Regions from separate parts of the Mus musculus genome. Here region 2 is linked to region 1. A link is a contact called in public promoter capture Hi-C data. All regions are on one chromosome and are shown on one strand. The core of a region is the stretch at or near the end of the contact, and the rest is flanking DNA. Distances in the headings are between cores, read along the strand shown. Region 1 overlaps Ctnnbl1 (catenin, beta like 1). Region 2 overlaps Ctnnbl1 (catenin, beta like 1).

Region 1 (3,440 bases), core at 802-3,301:
TACCTAGTGATTGTGAATGCACAGCTATGTGCCATTTGTTATGGGGGAGTGGAAACTGTCTGAGAAAGGGGGATTCTTTAAATAAATTACCGCACACCAACATGAGCGCGTGTACCATGCAGCTGTTTAAAATTGATGATTTACAACTGGAATTTCAGATAAACAGTCTCCCACGCACTCTGTGATTGATTGGCAGTTCCGTCTTGGAGTATTGTCTAGAGAAGGATTTGGAAGCCAGGGCCAGGCTGAGCGTCAGGGGAGACTGGTGCTATCAGTTAGGGGCTTCTTGGGAGAAGGAGAATGGCCATCCAGCAATAATTTGTCAGGAACTGGCTCTTACTGTTGTAAAAGAATGTTTAGCCATTGTTAACAGTACAGTAAAATTGGGAATAGACCAGAGATTTGCTTTGTGGGTAAAAGGCTAAGAATTGAGAAAAACGGCCCAAGCACGCTGGCCTATCATCAGGGCTATTTCCAGTTCAGAGGATTATGGATGACCTCTGCATACTTAAATGGCTGGCCTTTCTCTCCTCAGTCTTCTGTGAAAAGTAATATTTTATACTTATGAAATATATTTGTAAGTGCTTAACACTAATGACAGGAAAAACAATGACAAGGGATATTAACTGAGGATGTTTTAACCAAATCTAGTCTTGATGGTTTGCTCTTTATGGATTCTGGATTCCAGTGTCTGCCTGCCGTTTAGCATCTAGAACATGGAGAATGCTTGTGGCTCCCATGGGCCCTGCTTATGTTCCTTTTTTGAGGCCTCCACTTAATGAGATGGGCATCTGCACATGTAGGAGACAAACCCCAGCATTCCTGTCTGTCCAAAGCTTACAGTCCAGAAGAGAAGCCAGGCACAGAGTAACAGGAGTGGCCCAGCACAGAGGCAGTACGTACAGGCTTCCTGCTTCTTAGGAGTCTGACATTGTTCTAAGTCCTGTATGTGTTGACTGTTATCTGACAACACCCAGGGGATAGGTACCATTATTGTCCCACTTACAGATGAGGAAACTGAGACATAGACACATCAAGAAAGTAACTGAGCCAGGTTCAAGCCCAGGCGATTGGGCTGTGGAGCCTGTGTAACCGCCGTGTCCTCTCAGTCACTCTGGGTCTGGCGTTGCTCAGGGGCTGTACTTGCAGAAGCTCGTTTGCTTCTGGGAACAAACACTCCTGTCTTGTTCATCAGGCACTGTGGAGGGCATGCAGAGGTCAGGAACGCAAAGTGCTCCTGTTCCCTGTGTCTAGACAGGTTTGTGAGAAGGTTCAGGGTAGACAAGTGACAGGGACAGTATTGCAAAATGTCAGAGTCTAGATCAGCCTGACTGTGACCCGCTCTTACCTCACTAGAGCTTGTGTGAAGGGAGGAGAGGGTGGCTATTGGGAGGCTGCAGGGTCTTATTCTTTTCCTTTGGGCGGCTGACCAGTCCAGCGCCCCAGAGTAAATGGCACCCCAAGGGGTAATGGTAGCTAATCCATAAGACCGGAGGACAGAACATTTATTGCTGCCGAAGGCTTCGGGGGCCTTAGGAGGCAGCTGTGGCTGTAGGAGTGAGGGGACCCTGTAATGAGATCTGAATCCAAGATTGATTTTTATAATGAGGAAATCGATTTCCCAAGGAAACCGTGTGGCAGTATGATGTCTGGATGAGTGTACTTCTTGGTTGGTCTGCTGTCGACATTTTGACAGATTGTGTCAGTCTGGATTGTGTTGCTGTTGGCTCTCACATGCCAAGACTACCCCTTGCCGTTCAGTGACCTGCCCTGTTCTCCCCTCCTAGGTTCATGGAATCCGAGCTGGACCTCAATGACATCATTCAGGAGATGCACGTGGTGGCCACCATGCCTGACCTGTACCACCTTCTCGTGGAGCTGAGTGCCGTGCAGTCACTTCTCGGCTTGCTGGGACATGATAATACAGATATCCTTGAGATCTGTGCGGTGGAAGTCTGACACGAGGGAGCGGGTTTCTCTCTCCACCTGCCTGTCTTTGCTGATGGCTGCTGTCACAGCCGCCGTTCTCCTGCCACTCTACGCTCCTCCTTCCTGAAATGCACATTGCTCTTTACTCATGAACGCCTGAGCCTTATCTATGAGCATGCCTGGGGCAGATCCTTACCTGTCCCGGCTGACAGTGCTAGTGCACCCCTCATCCCCAGTGGTAGGTTTCCAGGTCAGGATTTGGAGGCTCCTTATTGAGGTAGGAGCAGACAGACTTGCATGTGTTGATGGAGACATCATTCTGCTAACAGATGGCTCTGTGGATTGAGGCTAGAGGAGGCAGTGAACCGTGGCAGAGTGCTTGTCGGGATGTCCAGAGGATGGGAGAGCTTGTCTGTTTTGTCCACTACTATTTTCAAGTTCCTTAAAAGAAGACTGGGTATTTCCTACTTGACGAATGAGCTTTAGACCTAAACAGACAAGGTGGGCTTGATTCCTAGCCTCATTTTCAGTAAAATTTGGTATTTTCACCTGCAAAGCTAGAGTTAAAAACCTTGTCCCTCAGTGTTATCGAAGAAATCAGAGACATTAGCTTGTCACACATAGCTCCTGGCGTGTAGTAGGCACTTACTAATGTTCCCTGTAACAAACTCTGTGTCATGACTTCTGAAACCGTTTCATACTCTGTCTCTGTTGCGGTTCGTGTGGTCGCTGCAATGTTGGTGTTCCATGTGCTGTGCATGGGGTTATGTTCGTTAAACAGAGTCTAGTTGTTTGAATCCAGATTTCCAAAGGTAAGAGATAAATGTTGTGGGTCTGCTTGAGTGACAGTCACAGGAAATCTGCTCTGCTTCTGTTAGTTTCATCTTTCTGGTGATCTCTCTCCTGAGAGCATGTCTGACTAGGCTCTTTCCTGACTGATAATTCTCACAGAAATAAATCAGTGAATAGTTTTAATGTGGCTTCTTGAAGGGCAATCTGAAGACATTGCTGATGCTTCATGTACTGTTCTTGTTAAGAATGGCTCAGCCCATCTCCAGGTTGACAGGGTTTGCTGTGGGGTTCCCAGCCAGCTGTCCCACATGGTCATTTGTCCCATATAGACACAACTGAGTGCTCTTAGGTGTGAGCTTAGTGCTGGGCCTCAGCAGCGTCCACTGTTCGGGTGCTCAGAGAGCATTAGCCCATAAGCATACTGGGTATTGTCTTAGGCCTCTTGGGCTGCTATTACAAAGAACCATGGACAAGTGGCTCATATGATTAAGAGAATTGTTTTCTGTAGTTCTGGTGTTAGACGTCCCATAAGGCTGGCGATGCTAGTATCTGGTAATTTGGGTTTCTGATTCCACATAGCCATTTTCCCCCTGTGTCCTTTCATGGTGAGAGGGTAAGGACCTTGCCAAGTTTCTTTATAAGGACATTGACTTTACCTGTGAGGCCTCTGGCCTCTTCACTTCCCGAAGTCCCTGCCTACATGAGTTATCTCTTTTGAA
Region 2 (3,093 bases), core at 384-2,883, 85 kb after region 1:
CAGTGTGAGCCCTTTCCTGCTTTTAGCAGTCTGCCGGAGCCCCAAGTTTCCTTGTGATCTTGATTTTCTGAATCTCTCAATTCTCACCTTGAAGAGACCCTCGCAGCTTTGGAGCCTCTCTGCCAGGAGTGTTGGGCATCCACCCCGCAGCCTGCAGAACTCTGCTCATCTGCATTGCACAGCCAAGCTGGAGCTGGGGTGAACAGAGGAGCCTGAGACTTGTTTCTTTGCCACTTCAACTCTGACACAAAGCACAAGTCCACCTAGGCAGAGCAGTAGACTGTAACTGTGACTCAGTCTTGGAGCTTGCCTGTGATCTCTAAGCCCAGTCAGTGCTCAAGTGTTGGCTGATTGATTGAATTGATTAATAGGGACTTTCTTCTTCACACAGAGATACAACCTCAGGTACAGGCTGAGTCTGTAAACACTGAGCTAGGCTTAGGTACCTAGGCACGCTCCTCACCCCCTCCTTCATTCTATCTGATACCTGAGGGGCACTGGGGGACTGATGAGTGCCACAGTAAGGGAGCCTTTCTTTGTGAGAGTGACAACTAGACACAAATGAAGATGCTCTACTTCTGTGTGGGAGCAGCCATGACACCACCGGAACTCTAGCCCAGCCATAGCCCCTCATAGAACCTGCTGGAGCAGATTCCAAGTGGCAGAAGAAAACCTGGGAGGCAGATACACCATCTTGAAGTTACTATCAGTCATGGCTTGTCACTGTTCCTCGTGTGGCTCCTAGGTCCCTTTAGCTTAGTGTTTCACTTAATGGCACAGCCAGGTGCTTTGTTAGAGGTGGGGGTACACACTCCGAGGAAGACCAGTAGGCACTTGAGTGTTGGGAGCACCTTGCACGTCACTGTTAGGGTCCTTGGTGTGCTTCCCCAAAGATGATCCATTATCTGCATTGAAGAGGGTGTGGAATTGGTTTGCAGTGAGGGAGAGTGATGGCTGCAGCCCCACCCCCAGCCTCCAGCAGGCTGCTGTGTGCCACCAACTCGGGCCCTGCCATTCGCTGACAAACAGCTGTCTCCTTGGTGCCAAGGCCGTTTTGCTGGGCACTGGCAAACATTCCAAGGCCATTAGTGCTCAGCAGCCTCGTGCTGCTCCAAGAGCCAAGGCAGGAGGGGCATGTTGGTGAGAGGCATTTGCTGCCAGCACTTGGGCTGTCTTGGCAGATGAAGCCACCTCATGGGTGTTGTGTCACAGAGCAACACAAGCTCCCTTTCACCCCTTCCTCCTGTTGTCCTCTCTAAGTCATGGACAGCTGCTCTCCCTGCTCCCAGTACAGACGTTCTACACCGAGTGGGAACTCCTCAGCCAGTGCTGATGCAAGCACTATTTCTAAGGCATTTGGATGGCAGTGACCCTCAGATTAGGAATGAGGGTCTAGTATTTCACTAAGCCTGAAAGGACACCCACTCTAGATAACAGAGTCAAACATTGGCTTTTCAGTGTCTCTCACCCTAACCTTTCCCTGAAAACCTCCATTTCTCTGTATGTGGTTTGCACTTGACCAAGATTCAGTGGAGAGAATCCAGTCATTTGGCAAATGTTGATAGACTCCTGTTCTGGGCCAAGTGCTGGACCAGGCACTGGCCAAAGACGAGAGGCCCAAGTGCCAATTAGAAACCTGAGTGTGGTGTGTGCTGCTGGGGAGAGCCAGGGACCCAGAGGGCAGCTCAAGCCACCCCAGTGACTCTGTGACTCTTCCACATGCACACCAAGTAGGGATGGGGTTTTTCAGTCTACTGCCAGACCCTGGGAGAGGAGGGGGGACCAGGGAGGTGGCCTTTCCCTGACTCTCTGCTCAGGACACATAGCCTCACTGGCCCGGACTATTTTTCCCCATTTGTTTTTAAGGTGTTTGAATTTTTGTGCTTGGAGAAACTGGGTAGGTAGTGGTATAACAAGTAACGCCTGACCCAGCACCAGGAACAGGCAGAGAGCCTTTGTTTCCTTTTCTCTGGGAGGTCCCTGTTAACTCCCAGTTGGTTCTCTGCCTTCCCTACACCTCCAGCCCTGTCTTCCTGCCTTGGGTATTAGAGCTAGTGCCTCCTACAAGGTCAGATCTCATTAAATATGTGCCCACCTCAGAGAAATAGTCATAAAACCCGTCCCTTCATAGCTGGTAGGCAGTGTGCTTGTTTGCTTCCTCTGTGCCTGTCATTTTGTTGGTGGTGGTGGTTGGTTGGTTTTGGTTTTTCTGAGGCAGGGTTTCTTTTTGTGTAGCCCTGACTGTCCTGGAACTCACTCTGTAGGCCAGGCTGGCCTCAAACTCAGAGATCCACCTGTCTCTGCCTCCCCAGTACTGGGACTAAAGGTGTGCACCATCACCACCCCAGCATGGTCTCCTCTTAAGATTTTCACCCTGAGCCTGAGGAAAGGACCACTGCTCCTTGAGGGAGTTCGTTGTCTGCCCCCTGGGTGTTAAGGATGGAGGGATCTGCCTACCTCCACGTTGTTCCAGAACTTTCATTTTTGCTGGTAGTGCTTAGTTTACAAAACAACAAAACCCCACACAACCCCTCTCACTGAAAATACTTGAAAGTACACACAAGTAGATTCTAATGTGACTGCAGCAGTAGCATAGTGTTTGGTTGGTGATGGGTCTTGTCTTGTTGCTTGCAGTGTTAGGAATAGAAGCCAGGGCCTTACACATGCAGGGCAAATGCTCTCCTGTGGAGCAACATCCCCAGTCCTGCAGCTGTCTGCACTAAGGAAACAAACATGCTTAGAAGCATGCATGGGACTCCTCCAGCACTAGATTATTTTAGCATTTTCAGTTCATAGTATATTACTACAGCAGTACATAACTGGAAGAGAGCGCCGTCCATGCCTTGGGCTGGTTGGTGCCCAGTGTGTTCCGGCTGTACTCAGTGTCCTTGAGATCCAGAGTGAAGTTGGACATACCCCAGGGGCTCCTGGTTAACAAGATTTGAACTTTTAAAGGCCGTGTAATGTTTCCAACTCTTCCAGCAAGCAGCAGCCCTCGTGATCAGTAAATATCCAGGGCGCTTGTCTCAGCAGATTTCACTGGGCTCCCCAAACAGGCTGAAGCCCAGAAAAGACCAGGATCCCTGTGGGTTC

What was found. Capture Hi-C pulls out chosen DNA fragments and counts their contacts.
Region 2: a contact with region 1 is called in a promoter capture Hi-C map of pancreatic islet. The contact joins two enhancer-like sites. A contact is called at or near these places in 2 of 484 Hi-C or Micro-C datasets (cerebral cortex and embryonic stem cells), 1 of 115 datasets of contacts at active chromatin or transcription factors (embryonic stem cells) and 3 of 9 other capture datasets (adipose tissue, liver and pancreatic islet).

What each region holds. Positions count from the first base shown.
Region 1 is chr2:157,787,205-157,790,644 of GRCm38.p6, forward strand. Ctnnbl1 (catenin, beta like 1) reads left to right here. Exons shown (of 16, transcript NM_025680.4): 4 at 1,788-1,927. Among named protein-coding and RNA genes, the nearest start is that of Ctnnbl1, 52 kb to the left of the region's middle. Within about 2 kb of position 2,052, at least 11 of the 459 cell types and tissues checked have an H3K27ac peak or open chromatin away from gene starts, as enhancers often do. A contact at or near this core is called in pancreatic islet, where this site is marked.
Region 2 is chr2:157,872,293-157,875,385 of GRCm38.p6, forward strand. All of the region lies in intron 13 of Ctnnbl1 (catenin, beta like 1), which reads left to right. Among named protein-coding and RNA genes, the nearest start is that of Vstm2l, 41 kb to the right of the region's middle. Within about 2 kb of position 1,634, at least 57 of the 459 cell types and tissues checked have an H3K27ac peak or open chromatin away from gene starts, as enhancers often do. A contact at or near this core is called in pancreatic islet, where this site is marked.